3 separate regions of the Mus musculus genome follow, and all the other regions are linked to region 2. The links are chromatin contacts, called in public promoter capture Hi-C maps. All regions are on one chromosome and are shown on one strand. Each heading gives the region's core, a stretch centred on a gene start, on an enhancer-like site or on the middle of the called end of the contact. The rest is flanking DNA. Distances are from core to core; before and after follow the strand shown. Region 1 overlaps Smyd1 (SET and MYND domain containing 1). Region 2 holds the start of Rnf103 (ring finger protein 103). Region 3 holds the start of Rpl34-ps1 (ribosomal protein L34, pseudogene 1).

Region 1 (3,332 bases), core at 267-2,766, 260 kb before region 2:
CACTGCAGTACAGGGCATGACGCGTGACAGCAGCCAAGCAGTCAGGAAAGGCTGTCCCCAGGAAGCCAGGCACGTGAGGGAGATGGGTCAGACAAACACGGACATGTGAGAAGACTGACCCACCTCATCTGCGTGTGAAACATGGATTTCACTGCCTCATGACTGAAAGACAAAACAGACACCCACGAGGAAGTCAATACCACTGCAGCCCCAAGAGAGCACAGCATTGTGGGCTCACGCAATCAGGGCATTGACAGTCACGACCAACCTCACCCCTGCTAGCTGGGCTCCCCTGCCAGGGTGCTGCCCGGAACAGTGAGAGCGCACTGGGAACAGGGTTACAAAATGGAGTCACAGAGGGATTCACTGCTGAACAACTGACCTCCTTTCCCAGGTCCTCAGTGTCCACTTAGAGTACAACAGTGAGATTGTTGTAAGACAACGTAACTGAGAAGAGAGTGCTGAGAAAAATGTAGAGATGATTTTCCTGTCCCAGTGACTAGCATGGTGCATCAATAAGCACGGCCTTTTTGGTGACTCTCTTTGGGGGAGAGTTCTGAATTGCATATGTAGAGAGTACTTATTGTGGTTAAAATGGGGCCACTGAGCCGGGCAGTGGTAGCACACACCTTTAATCCCAGCACTTGGGAGGCAGAGGCAGGCAGATTTCTGAGTTTGAGGCCAGCCTGGTCTACAGAGTGAGTTCTAGGACAGCCAGAGCTAAAAGAGAAACCCTGTCTCGAAAAAAAAAAAAAAAAAAAAAAAAAAAAAAAAAAAAAAAAAAAAAAATGGGGCCACTGATACCATGTCCAGGCTGATTTCCAGTGTCGCAGGCAGATAGGCAGTGACTGTAATGACCTTCTCCCTTGCACAAAAGCAAACAGATCCAGGGAACACATGACCACTCACAGTTAGTAGATACAAAGAAGCTACAGCAGACACCAGAGATGCCCTGAAGCACGGGCCCTAGGTTCATTAATTATTACACAGTCAGAATAGGGGCCTGGGGTCACCAGCACTTACAGAAGGGCCATCTGGGAATTGTGCATAGCTAAGTGTGATTAACTCAGTCAACCAGGCTAAACCTGGGTAACAGATCCTCTAAAAAGATTCCATGAGGTCTAGGCCAATTGTCCCTAGAGGCTTAGACCCTGGAGTACAATGTGCTAGAAAATATTATTCTCAGAGTCCAAAATAAGCTTTCCCAATCTTTGTCATCTCTCTCAACTGCTTTAGATACTGGGGTCAGGAACAGAAAGGAAATAAGAACTCATAGCCTTGGCTATGTGGCCACTTCAACCTGGTTCTCAGCTGAGACCCAGAAACCACTGTCTCTGGCTTCAAGGAAGGTTTAGGAGAAAGCTGCTGGTGGGTGGCTCGAAGTTGGCTTTCATCTGTCATGTGCCCCACTCCCAAGATCCAAGTGTCTGCCCACGTGTCTTTGATCTGTGCCTTTCTGGGGGCAAAGGGCTGAACCCTGAGGACTGCGTCACCTGGGTTCCTTTGCTCTTTGGCCTCTGGGTGAGGTTGGCCAAGTGGAAGAGAACGGGGTTGAAGTTGTTAGCCCGTATTTCCAGCAGTGCCTAACTTCTTTGCAGGAGCAGTTGTATGGCACAGCTCAGTGGAAGGAGCCATCTTTCCGAGCACATTGTTCAGGCTTCATCCCCCCCCCCCCCCAGACCTCCCCAGCCTGAGCTGCACCATCAGGCCCCAGGCTGTTTATCGATCCTATTCCTTTTGTGCCTGGTCCTTCCCAAACCCTGCCCACATGCCTGTAAATTGTCTTTTTACTAAATTCTGTCTGACTCTACTCCTTTGAATGTGCTTTCTACTTTCTTATAGACCCTTAGCTAGCACAGGCTACTGCCAGAGCACTTTTTTTTGGCTCTAGGCAAATAATCCCAGAGGTCAAGTTTTAGAGCAGTAGTTAATGATTTATCCAATACACGGAGGCAGACCTAGAGATTCAGAAACGGACAAGGTAAAATTCTTCTGCATCCACCTCAGTTCCTGCCTCTCCTCGGTCTGGAGTGAGACTCTGAGTTGCCGAACATTGGCAGTGCATGGCAGTCCACGTTTACAAGTTTGACTTTGGTTGAAATCAAGTAGAAGATTGCCCAATCCCCGTTGCACTCACTTGCCATTGTTGAATATGACAGTGCAGTTTGGCCAGCAATCATGGTTCACCAGGCCCAGGTTGGGGAAGATGCCCACACCTACTGCCTGTAGCCCTCTCTGGTCACTGAGAGTGAAACCGTTGCAGTTGATCTACCCAGAGGACAAGAGAAAAGATTCAGTCAACAGGCACAGATCGGTACAGATTATCACCCTAGATGTTGAAGAAGTTTGAAAACTAGAGGGCCTCATGAGTCTGGGAAAGGGACAGGTAGGGAGGTGGGGCAGGGTGTTAACAAAGATAGGAGGGGACAATAGGGGTGGAGAGATTATCCGAATATAGTATATGCATGTGTAATTACAAATAGCAAAAATGATCAATCTTTTAAAAGGGAGATTTTCATCCTGAAGACTTGTTTTTCACACATTTCACACGAGATGTGTGCCATGGAAGGAGTCCCATGTTTAACAAAACCACTTTGAAGCTCTCAGTAGTTCCAGCCTAATAAGGACCAAAGACAGGAATGCTGGCTGCTAATGCCATCTGTGTCTCAGCGGTTGTTTTAAGTATCCATCTTGGTTTATCTTTCCATATTCTGGTGTGGTGTGTGTGTGTGTGTGTGTGTGTGTGTGTGTGTGTGTGTGTAAATCAAATAAGAGCAAATACTCTTGATCTAGGAGAGGTGGCACTCACTTGCGTCCCAGTACTTGGGAAGTAGATATAGTAGATTTGGGAATTCAAAGCCAAGTAAGTAGAAAAATGAAGAGAGAAAATATGGTAGGATAAACCAGCATCATTTTAAGTTTCTGTCCTTTCCAGACTTTAAGCCTTCTCTCCTGAGTCTGTTCCAACTGCTTCTGGAAGCTTCCTAGCTGGACAATACCCAGAGTCACCATGGCCTCTCTATTATGAGAAATCTTATTGGAAGGTTCTGGTTTATTTTACTGGGCTCATTTAGGAACCTGACTCTGAGTTCAGAACCAGAAGGGCGGTATGCATTCCTGTTACACCTGGGAAGCAAGAGGACACTCTTCATGCTTCCGGCTGCCTGGGCTAGAGGCCATTGTCATGAAAACAGGAAACATCATCCAGGGGAGCTGGGGCTTCCTTCCATCTGAAAAACTCTATGCTCCCAAAGGGGAAGAGGGGGAGGAGGGAGGAGACGGACTCAGGGGACAGAGCAGGGGTGGTGGAGGGGATGAAAAGCCATACCACA
Region 2 (3,014 bases), core at 121-2,620:
TTTATGATCCATTCTTTGTTTTCCATGGCTCATTTGCTCCCTGATTGAGGGTCACACTCTCTCCCTAAAAATTTCACCCCTGGTTTAGGGTTGTTCATGCTTTTCCTTGCTGGCTAACATTTCACCTGGAATTCCTACTTGTTTTCCTGATCAAGAAGACTCACACACACGCACACATGCACACACACGCGCGTACACACACACACACACACACACACACACACACAGAAACAGAGAGAGAGAGACAGAGTGGGGGAGAAAGACAGAGAGAGGGAGAAAGACAGAGAGAGAGAGAGAGAGAGAGAGAGAGAGAGAGAGAGAGAGAGAACATGACCCTGCTAGAGTTAAATAAACACGGAACCAGGTACCATACGCTTGCCTGTCAAACTCATTTTATATGAGTTCTTCTGGCTGGCTAAAACACACAGACCTTTGCACCTGGACCTAACCACACCTAACAACTTTTGTCCTGACAACTCAGACCTTCATTGTCTACTTTTTAACCCTCTAGGAGACTAGCCACAACTGGATCACATACTAAAATTCTTTTTGGCCATACCTCCTCCAACACACATGTGAAAATCGCATTCTAAAGCAAAGGTAGAAAAACATCTGTTTTCAGAGTTTCACCTCAAGCACCTCAAGCCAGCTGTGCCACCCCTCCCCCCCACCCCACCCCGAACAAAAAACTAAACAAAAGAAAAACCCAAAAGCATCCGCGGTTGACAGGGACTGGACTTAAAACACAGATTCTGATTTTTACAGATCTTGATGATTTGGGTGGGTGTGGTGGTGCACGGTTTTTTTTTTTTTTTTTTTTTTTTTTTTGGGTTTTCGAGACAGGGTTTCTCTGTGTAGCCCTGGCTGTCCTGGAACTCACTCTGTAGACCAAGCTGGCCTCGAACTCAGAAATCCGCCTGCCTCTGCCTCCCGAGTGCTGGGATTAAAGGCGTGCGCCACCACGCCCGGCGGTGCACGGTTTTAATCCCAGCACTTCCATGCCTGGCAGGCAATCTCTGAATTCTGAGGCCCGCTTGGTGTTCAGAGCGGTTCCAGGCGGGCCAGGACTATTTAATAAGGCAGTGTCTCAAAACAAAACAAAAACCACAAACAAAAACGAACATCTTTTAGCAGCCTTTATTTTTCACGCTCAGCACAAAGGTGCACAGTGTCGCAGGGTCCAATGTCCAATCCTGGGACTGAAATCAGTGACTAAACATCAGCGCATCAGAGGGCTGGGACCGCGAGAGCACAGTAACTCGGAAGGTTTACCCAGCCCAGCCTCCCGCAGCCCCTCTCTCCCCTTGCACCCCGCGGCTTCTAACCCCGCCCCTGCCGAGACCCCGCCCCGATGCCGACGTCAGTTGTTATGTCTTGACTGGGGCCGCGGCTACAGCGGGTCCAGTGCTCTGGGGGCGACGGCCGCGGCCTGCAGAGGCGGCAGGGACGGTGGCCGCGGTTGGCGCGGCGCGTCCGCACGGGGCTGGGCACCGCGCGGCTACGCAGCTGACAGGAAGCCGCCCGGGAGAGCCGCGTTGGGGCCTAGCGTTATTTGCTTTTTCCTCTTTTTTTCCTCCCTTCACGACTGTCGTCTCGCGCTCCTCCTCAGCGGGAGCCGCCGCGACGCCCCCTCGCGGGCCGCGGGGCCTGATAGGCGCCGCCCGCGGGAACCTGGAGCTGCCGCCAGGCCTGGGCGGCCGCCGGGGCCTGAAGCCTGGGCGTTCGGCGCGGCGCTGCGGCGGTCACTCCAACCCGCGCTGGGCGCGCCGGGCCCCGGGCCTGGCCCAGCCGAGTACCGCGCCCTCTGGACCACTCAGTCCGGCCCCAACCGCCCTCCGCTGGCCCGCAGTCCCTCGGAGCTGCCTCCCGGTCACCCCAGGTGGGCTCTTGCCCTCTTCCAGCCGTCCGCAGCTCGATGGGTGGGGTGCGTTTGAACGTCCCCCCTTCTCCCTTTCTCAGCTCCTGACCGCAAGGCCAGAGCCGGGGCTCTCAGTCGCACGCACGCCGCGATCCACCTGCCTCCCCGCGGGGATGGCCCGCCGGTGACCGCCGCGCGCCCTCGCTGCCCTCGCCCAGGCTGCGCTCTGTCGCCCCGCACTCGATCCCCTTCCCTTGTCCACGGCGTCCCGGCTCCTGGCGACGCCAAGAGGGCGAAGATGTGGCTGAAGCTGTTTTTCTTGCTCCTGTATTTCCTGGTCCTGTTCGTCCTGGCCAGGTTTTTTGAGGCCATTGTGTGGTACGAGACTGGCATCTTTGCTACTCAGCTGGTGGATCCGGTGGCATTGAGCTTCAAGAAGCTGAAGACCATTCTGGAGTGTCGAGGGCTGGGCTACTCCGGGCTGCCGGAGAAGAAAGATGTTCGGGAGCTGGTGGAGAAGTCAGGCAAGTGCTGGGCTCCTGGAGGTCGCCTCCACTGTCCTGGCTCTTACCCACTCCCCAGAATTAGGCGGTCCCCAGAATGGTTAAACAGACTGCTCCAGAGAGCTGCCCAGGTCATCTTTGTCTACGTTTTCTAAATAAATATGTAAATCTCGGTTTGGAAAAGACAACTGTTAGGTGTATTGGTGTGTTCCAAAGGCTCTTTGGAAATGACAGTTTGAAAGTGTAGCTTTAAAAAAAAATCATTAAATTGAATCATTTGTCCCAGAATTCAGGAACGTCAGTTGAAATTGATTATAGAGAAAGGAAAAATTACAAAACATAGTCTGTAAATAGCAGCATCTGCATCCACAATAAAAACAAGCTACCAGGAGGGTAAAACATCATTAAAATAATAACAAAAGGCACGTGGACCTAAAGATTTACGTGTAAATTATGCATTTAATTATAGGTAAGGTGTACACAGTGCAATATTGCTTTTTATACTTTAGTGAACATTTTGTGTGGCTGTTGGCCTTGTTTAGAGTAAATATTTTCTTGCAGATTATACATTTTATTTTTGAATCTTGACTTACCTTTCTTGTCATGTGTCACAGGCATCTCTGCGTCACTTAATGGGTTGAGGAAAAGACTTG
Region 3 (2,881 bases), core at 138-2,637, 370 kb before region 2:
AGAGTGGTAGGGTCGTCGGCTTTTCCCAGGGGCTGTGCACACCAGTACTCTCTCATTTCCTCAGATTTGGAAGCTGGTGACTAGATACCTCCAGGGAAGTCCCCACACTACCATGACTGTTCCCTCAAGAATCCATACCCAGGCTCCTTCTCCAGAACCAAGTCTGTTCTGACTGACTGAGGGTCTTATCAGGAGAAATGGCTGTGCACACTGGATCTCATTTGCCCCACCCTGATGATCTGTGTACTAAGGCTAAGGCAGAGGTCCTGTCTGAGACTCAACTTGCTCACCTATAAGAAGTAAGGACTGAGAGAGAGATTTCTCAAAAGGGAATCCAGGAATCTAGGACTTGCTGACCAACCAGCTCCAGGTCAATGAGATACTGTGTCAAAAAAAATAAATAAATAAAAAATGACAGCACCTGAGGAACAACACAGGAGGTTGTTCTCTGGCCTAAACACACACACACACACACCACACACCACACCACACACACACACACTTCTCCAGCAGCAATGCATTTCATGTGTGTGAGTTTGTACACTATTTTTTTCAAATAATTTTCTAGATCCATCTGAATGACTTAAAAATCAAGTCACTGCATAATTTCAGTGTCTGCATTTATATCTGAATCCACAATCACCAGCCAGAAACTCTGTCACACAGGAGGCTGAGGCACTGGGCTAAGCTGGCTCTGAGAGAAGGGAAATGACCTCCCAGCTGCTGTGACTAGGGTGTTCCTGCAGCACAAATGGAAGAAAAGCTTATCAATAGACACCCACAATGATCATGTGCCGGGAGGACACTGCTGGAGTCCACCACAGTCTTGGTACCAGCACATGCGTGTTACACAGTGACAAGGTTATTTTGACTTTCTTGATTCTGTGTTTACGTCTGCTTTTCCTAGTTGAAGCAGTACGGAAGCGTGTCAGTAAGAAGTTTTACACCAGCTCTCTGGTGGTGGAGACAGGTGATTGATGGTTGTGGCTTGCTCCCTGCTAGCCTAGCTCCAGGTTCAATGAGAGATGCTGCCTCAAGGGAATATGATGGAGAGTCACAGAATGGGACACCTGACTCCTCCTCTGGCCTTTGCACAGACATGGGCTTGCTTACTGGGTCTCCCCATCTCCAGCTACTATTGCTCTCTCAGAAATCACAGACAGACAGACAGACAGACAGACAGACGGACGCACGCGAGGGCACACACACACACACACACACACACACACACACACGAGGCATATGTGAACTTTTAAAAGGAGAGAGAGAGGCACCAATAATAAGATGCAATACATTTTTTTAAATTTTTAAGTTATTTTTTATGGAATCCAGGACTTGCTGACTAACCAGCTTTGCTGCTTAGAAAGCTCCAGAACTCTTCCGGGGACGGTGCTCAGAGGCACTCAGGATGGTCCAGCGTTTGACATACCGCCGTAGGCTTTCCTACAACACAGCCTCTAACAAAACTAGGCTGTCTCGAACCCCTGGCAACAGGATTGTTTACCTCTACACCAAGAAGGTTGGGAAAGCACCTAAATCCGCATGTGGCGTGTGCCCAGGCAGACTTCGAGGGGTTCGTGCTGTGCGGCCCAAAGTCCTTATGAGACTGTCTAAGACACAGAAGCACGTCAGCAGGGCCTATGGCGGCTCCATGTGTGCCAAGTGTGTCCGTGACAGGATCAAGCGGGCTTTCCTTATTGAGGAGCAGAAAATCGTTGTGAAAGTGTTGAAGGCACAAGCACAGAGTCAGAAAGCAAAATAGATATGCACATTTTTTAAGTAATAAAAATCAAGACTTGATCTAAAAAAAAAAAAAAAAAAAAAAAAAAAAAAAAAAAAAAAAAAAAAAAGAAAGCTCCAGAACAATGAAAGAGCCTGTCTAAAAAAAATAAAATAAAACAGGGCAGAGCCTGCTGAACAGCACCTGAGGTTGTCCTCTGGGACAAGCCTAGATATGACTCAGTAGTAGAGCACCTGCCTAGCATGTGCAAGGTACTAAGTTCAACCCTCAAACCTTCAGGGTCCCCAGACTTCAGAAAATAAAGTCAGACAGGTGGTTTGCCCATGAGCAATGACAGGAGTGTGGTTGGATTGGCCAGCCCCACCTACTTTAAAGCAAGGACTTTGGATGTGTTCTGCTGCCCTCTGCTGGCTGGGAGAATTATTGCCAGGCTTTCCAGTGGATTTGGAAGGCTTCTTTTCCCCAAGGGAGCCAGAGAGTGCTCACCTTTGCTTGCAGGGTTGCTTACACGCTGCTGGGGTCTGAACCAGAGATACTTAAGCTGAATCGGTTTTACAAGCAACATGATCCCTGATGAGGAGTGAGCCTTGGATCAGAGACAATAGGAAGATAAGAGATGAGGGAGAAGTGACCCTCAACAGGTGGCCTAGCAGCCAAGCTCTGCTTTAAATCTTGACACTGCACCTGTTACAAGGCCCCCACACATGCATGTGTTTCAATGCCTGGCCTTTAGAGGGTGGGACTATTAGGAGGTGGGCCGTCTAGGAAAGCACAGCCAGGTTCTCACACAAAGCAAAGACAGGTGAGGGGGACCAGGGATAAAGAAAAGGGGGGCAAAGAGGAGTGGAGACTAGGAGGAGGCTGGAAACCCAAGGGAACCCCACTGGCTCTCCAGAGTAGCTTCAATGAACACTTCACACAGAACTCAAAGCCATCATCTCCCAGAATCCCAGTTGGCTCCTTTGTAAAATGGACTTGTCACACTGCCATCCGGATCCCATGAATTAATTTCTGTAAAGCAGCAACGGACATATTGTAGGTGATATTAGGAAAACGTTATGACCTCTTACAATTTGTTTACTTGTATGTATTATTATTGCATGTATACGATGTGAGTAGATTCTCTCCTACCACCTTTAT

What was found. Promoter capture Hi-C pulls out the DNA fragments that hold promoters and counts their contacts.
Region 1: a promoter capture Hi-C map of liver shows a contact between it and region 2, with 2.1 times the contacts expected there. The contact joins the enhancer-like site here to the promoter of Rnf103 in region 2. A contact is called at or near these places in 2 of 39 promoter capture datasets (3T3-L1-derived adipocytes and liver), 1 of 484 Hi-C or Micro-C datasets (liver), 2 of 115 datasets of contacts at active chromatin or transcription factors (both in bone marrow-derived macrophages) and 1 of 9 other capture datasets (pancreatic islet).
Region 3: a contact with region 2 is called in a promoter capture Hi-C map of 3T3-L1-derived adipocytes, with 4 times the contacts expected there. The contact joins the promoter of Rpl34-ps1 here to the promoter of Rnf103 in region 2. A contact is called at or near these places in 5 of 39 promoter capture datasets (the 3T3-L1 cell line, 3T3-L1-derived adipocytes, cranial neural crest and 2 more) and 1 of 115 datasets of contacts at active chromatin or transcription factors (bone marrow-derived macrophages).

Annotation. Positions count from the first base shown.
Region 1 is chr6:71,235,220-71,238,551 of GRCm38.p6, forward strand. It overlaps Smyd1 (SET and MYND domain containing 1), which reads right to left. Exons shown (of 10, transcript NM_001160127.1): 3 at 3,329-3,332; 4 at 2,138-2,268; 5 at 124-162. Among named protein-coding and RNA genes, the nearest start is that of Smyd1, 25 kb to the right of the region's middle. Within about 2 kb of position 1,517, at least 23 of the 459 cell types and tissues checked have an H3K27ac peak or open chromatin away from gene starts, as enhancers often do. A contact at or near this core is called in bone marrow-derived macrophages and liver, where this site is marked.
Region 2 is chr6:71,492,507-71,495,520 of GRCm38.p6, forward strand. It overlaps Rnf103 (ring finger protein 103), which reads left to right and starts at 1,371. Exons shown (of 4, transcript NM_009543.3): 1 at 1,371-2,382. The coding sequence starts at 2,157.
Region 3 is chr6:71,123,202-71,126,082 of GRCm38.p6, forward strand. It overlaps Rpl34-ps1 (ribosomal protein L34, pseudogene 1), which reads left to right and starts at 1,388. Exons shown (of 1, transcript NM_001199350.1): 1 at 1,388-1,800. The coding sequence starts at 1,409. The coding sequence ends at 1,762.